Regions from separate parts of the Aedes albopictus genome. Here region 1 is linked to region 2. The links are chromatin contacts, called in public Hi-C maps. All regions are on one chromosome and are shown on one strand. Each heading gives the region's core, a stretch centred on a gene start, on an enhancer-like site or on the middle of the called end of the contact. The rest is flanking DNA. Distances are from core to core; before and after follow the strand shown.

Region 1 (2,700 bases), core at 90-2,589, 780 kb after region 2:
ACCGCAGATCTTTCGTTCGAGGCGGTAGTAAAATCAGTAAAATCATTTTCGGTGTTGTCGTCGAAACGGCTACAGGGATCTTCGGCCGCAATAGGGGTGATGGCGGCGGGATCCGGAACCGCTTCCGGGGCCGGATGGTCCGGGTCGAGTTCTTGAGGTGAAGAATCCCGTTCGCTGGTTTCATTTTCTGACAGCTGAACTGGTGTAGCAGATTTCGAAACTTCTGCATCTAGGTGCAAGGACGGTATGCTAATATTGTCCTCGGCTCCCGGTATGCTCGACTCTTCTTGTGGTTGCGGTGGGTGAAAAGCGAAATCTTGAAATTCGTCATCACTTGGAACATCATTCTCAGAAAAGTTGTTTTGAGATAGTATCAAGGACGGTGGACTTTCGTTCCTCGATTGGTCCGGTTCCACTTCACATGTCACATCTTCCGGTACGGCTTGTGGGATCGGAAGAGGCGAAATGACTTTTTCTTCTTTCCGTGGACTTCCTTCTACCGAAGGTGATTTTCGGACTCGTCTCACAGGGGAATCGAAATCAGGCAGTGGAGGTGGCACAGGCGTTGGCAAATCTTCACTTCCTTCGGCAGGTGGTACCGAATTGAAGTCGTCAAAATCATCCTCCGGGTCCGGCAAATCCACTTCATCCTCCTCCTCATCGTCGAAATCCATTGGAGGCGGAGTATGACAAACCAGTGGAGGAATTTGACTAGACATATTGTAGTGACCTTGAAACTTCTCTCGTTATATCTAATTATGATGAATCAGGACTGAATTCAGTATCTGTAAATGAGGTAATTAAAAATTAACAATCAAAATAGCATGCATTAAACAAAGAAACTAACCTTCCTGAAATTAGCTCCAACAACCTAATCATATGACGTTTCCAGCAAATTTTCCAGAAACTCTTTTTCTCGCAGCTGCCAACCAACCAGCCATCCAAGCAAAATCGATCGATGATGGTGCAGCTCGAAGAAACACTTTTTCTTCACATCCAAAACTCCTGAACAAAGGCCAACTTCCGTTGTATGTAGTCGGACGTTACCTTGCCACAAATATAGCACTTTTACCAGCCACCGAACTCAGGAACTCCGTTCTTTTCCCCTTTGTTTCTACTGCGAATGGAGAATCAATTAAAGTTCCGTTCCAGGTAAATTCGCTCACTTGAATGATAGACCAGGGAAAAAAATATGACACACTACTCACTCTGGGCCCTGCTGGTACTCTGGCTGCAACACACCTGTATTTTCCAACTCTTTCCTTCTCATTGGTGGCCTGCTCTCTGTTGGTGCTCCGTCGTTTTCGTCGATGCTGCTTTGGCTGAGCAACAACGGAGTACTGTTTTATGAATGACACATTACACAATGAAAGATGATTTCACACACACAAACACAACTGACAGTCGTTCCAATTGGAAATTGTGGGTGGAACGGACTAGTCAAAACGGAGCAACAAATAACGCAGCCACTGACTGTCAGCAACAAACAAGCTACACGAAACATCCTAGCGCCAGGTGAATTTTGGAAAAATCTGGATGATTTAGGAAGATTTGTCTGGAAAAGTCTGGATTTGCGTAAAAACCTTACAAATTCCGGGCAAAAACCTTACAAATTCCGAGCAAAACCTTACAAATCCGGAAAATAAATGTCTGGATCTTCCAGACTTTTGTTAAATGAGACCTCAAAAATCTGGATAAATCCAGATAAATCTGGAAGGTTGGCAACGCCGAAACTAGAATTCAGTAACAAATTTTGAAAACGACGTATACCCGCATAGAAATATATCGTTCAAGCTATCGTTCATATCATAAGAATTTAATTCGTGGAATGATTATTACAACAGCAACGATGGGTTTATGATTCGATGATTGAAGTTTCTGAATTGACATTATTCAATACTTTACGAGTATTATTACACTTATGATAACGATACCATTAACGATATATGAATAATTGTTTATCTTTCCTTTTTGCAAGTTCGACGATTAATTTTACTGCCCATAACTGCATATTTGTAACATTTGCAGTTTTTGTCAAAATTGAGTTGATACCGGGGCTCATCTCCAAATCATCAGTACTTTCATCTATCCAAATGAACTTTACAAGTTTGTTCCAAAAAATGTGAAAAAAATACCAAGTCGTTTTGTCTCATTAACAAATATTAACGAATGTAACCGCATAACAGTCACACTGGAAATACATAACGTCTCATAATGTACAACCAATCATATTTTGCTCTAATATTTTTTTGAACTATTCGCCCAGCATACAAGAAGAGCTGTAGAAGATTTCATTGCGAAGTAAATTACTTTGAATTTTTGCCAAATTTTAGAAATTTAGATCCTTTTCCATACTAGTGCAAGTTGCAAACTTTGAGCTCAATTTTCTCCAATGCCTACTTTTGTCGAATGTGACTGTTATGCAGTTATGGGCAGTTTAGCTTTCGTGAGTTTTCACAATGTTTAAACAATACAATGGCCATAGTAAGCATGAAATGCACATGTTGTTTCCATATTGTGTGTAATAGTGACAGGATTCGATACTTCTGAGCAGACAAAATAAACTGCACAACATTGATAGCTCCAATTTGCTCTACCAGAGAACGCGTTGTCACCTCGGTTGTCACTAAGAGCTGCTTCGCTTGACGGATGCTGTTTCCATGCCTGCAGCTTGTTTCGGCTAATTACTGCAAACTTACC
Region 2 (2,700 bases), core at 92-2,591:
AAAATGAACTGGGTCTCAGCGCCCGGGGGAGGTGGCGTCCGGTTAATGTCCCGTTCCGATTGCAACCCGGTACAATCCTTCATTTCATGACCCATTATCTGGCAGATATCGCAAGGTCGTTCCTTGTTGGGCAAGAACTCCTCCCTGATTATGGTGAAATGCGTCTCGTGAGTGGCCAGACCCAACATGATCAAATCGGCATCCGCACCGCAAAGGACGTGATGCGTGTTCGGATCGTGATCCGGTTGCGCTCTCTGCTTCCTAATATAGTCCATAATTTTATGTTCACCTTCGCCGGGAACATTAGCATCCGACAAAATGATCTTCAGCCCTTTCCAACCGGGATTATTGTTCATCCGATCGTGCACATAGTATTGCAGGCATTTACTCAGCCTGTCCATGAACGGCGTTCCAGGAGTGATGCAATTGGAATCAAAGTGAGCTCCCTTCTCTTTCTCCGGAGGTAAAATGCATCCCTTGGCCTTCAACTCCTCGCGGATCTTCTGGACCTCTGCCGCTTTTTCCGCAGCTTCCTTAGAAGCTCGGAACCGTCGTGATCGCTGTTGGTTCATTTTAGCTCGCGGGGCCACACCATCAATCGCCATATAGAGCAACTTCCGCGGCCGCACAATGTTCATCAAACGATCAATGCACTCGAAGATGGCCACCATCATCTCGTCTTCGTCCTTCGGGGCCGGTTTGTCCTCCGGATGCGTACAAGGATGGATAATCCCGTTCATATCCAGATACAGATTGTCAAACTCCACCTTGTTCGGGTTTGGTTGGGTCATATCGTCGTACAACGGATTTCCGTGCTCATCGGATTGCTGCAAGACAAAGCCATAAATAAACATTAGTCTGTTATCAAACAGCGGAACAAAACAAAGATGGTGTACAATGACATACAATGAGGTTATGGAAAATTCCAAAGGAATCTTACCAAAAATCATCACAAATCTTAACTAAATTTAATATCGCAGCAAATTATTATAACAGCGCACTGAATATTCCCTCAAAACATCCTAAAATTACCAAAACCAATCCTCACCTTCTGCTCCACGCACTCGATGATTACGGACGGATACTTCCGCGACAACCAGCGAAAGAATGCTGGTACTCCCATGGCAGCGGCGTTTCGGCTTTCCTCCTTTCAAGATCTGTACCACACCGGTCACTTCGCGGATGTAAATCGGAGCTTTTCACACGGAAATATGCGCGTTTTTTGCCACGGGGCAAACAAAAACTTTTCTTCCGAGCGAAAGATGAAAATCGCTCGCGCTGCTGCTGAAGACGATGCGACCTCACACCAAACACATTCGATCGATGACGCACGGTGACGTTTGACTGTGAACTGACACGCAAAACAAGTGCATCAGGACGCAGCCATGGATCCGTCCATAATAGGAATACACGGAAAAATATTAAAACCCAAAAAATAAGTTTTAAAAACTCAAATTTGGCTAAACTGCTTTTAGTTTTAACTCAAAGTTGGGTTGTTTTCTCCCTCGCCCCACCGCAATGTTGTCGAAAACAAAGAGAGAAGCACCGACGCATCCGCTGCTCTTCCGTGGAAGAAGCCAAATTTGGGTTTTCTTGAGTTAACCCAAATTTGCGTCATTTGAGGCCTCCGTTGGGTGAAAATAACTCACCAGTGGGTTAATTTTTTTTGCCGCTCTCAAACGAGAACTACTCACTCACCACTTTCGCTGTTTGACGCAAATTTGAGTTATTCCACGGAAGACCGGGATTGCGTCAAAACAACTTAAATTTGGGTTGATTTGTAGTTCCGTGTAGAGTTAGGGTGTGAACCATTTCGCTTGTTCGTTTAACTTTTAGTTAAAATTTGACACTTCGACAGTTATTTTGCGTCCGGTTAAAAATAACCCTACTCCCGACCAGGGTTAGTTTTGACAGTTCGATAGTTATTTTTTGTTCGCAATGATTTGGCTGCGTACTGTATTTTGTTCCAAATAACTACTCGTTTGTCACATTTCAAATGGGTCGCCCTCGTGGTTATTTTTAAACCATCCGATGAAAAATAACCACCAAAGTGTCATATTTTAACTAAAAGTTAAACGAATAAGTGAAATGGTTCACACCCTTAATAAACTATAGAGGACGAACGCTGCTGTTCCCTTTGTTCTCGCTCGCAAACATGTCGGGTATCTATCTGTCAAACTGCATACTTTTTCGCTTTGACACTTATAGCCCGGCCTATCTCCGCCAGCAAGAGATGTTTCGGCAGCGACGCCAGCGACATTCTTCCTCTATAGTTTATTAACTCTATTATAATAGGGCACTGCATACGGCGCTTGCTAAAATATACTCAAAAATGTAGCACAGACAAACGCACAAACCAGCTGGTTTGTTTCAAACCGTAATTTCTAGTTTAATGTAACAAAACTTCAGTGTTTAAAACAACTAATTATTTAGCCTGAAATTCAACAAACTTGTTTGTTGTTTCAAACTACACTGATTTTGCTCCGTGAAGCAGTGTCGTTGTTTTAAGCGTATTTTTGCCATGAACAAAGCAATAAAAACAAAAACATTGGACGCCATGTTGAATCGAATGCTGAGTCTGATTCTGATGGCCCTTCGTCATCCCCCTGCTTAACTGTTACTCAGCCAAATAACCTTAAGATTTCCATAAGGCCCAACTATTATGAAACGGCCTTTAAATAATTCATAGTGATTCGGATA

Evidence for each region. A called contact is a pair of places that touch in the nucleus more often than the background predicts.
Region 1: a contact with region 2 is called in a Hi-C map of whole body, with 5 times the contacts expected there. The contact joins the promoter of LOC109429690 here to the promoter of LOC109429924 in region 2. A contact is called at or near these places in 2 of 3 Hi-C or Micro-C datasets (embryo and whole body).

What each region holds. Positions count from the first base shown.
Region 1 is chr1:230,065,484-230,068,183 of AalbF5, forward strand. It overlaps LOC109429690 (mucin-5AC), which reads right to left and starts at 1,340. Exons shown (of 7, transcript XM_019705704.3): 1 at 1,209-1,340; 2 at 848-1,117; 3 at 1-785. The coding sequence starts at 719.
Region 2 is chr1:229,283,990-229,286,689 of AalbF5, forward strand. It overlaps LOC109429924 (5'-3' exoribonuclease 2 homolog), which reads right to left and starts at 1,342. Exons shown (of 4, transcript XM_029870852.2): 1 at 1,049-1,342; 2 at 1-827. The coding sequence starts at 1,123.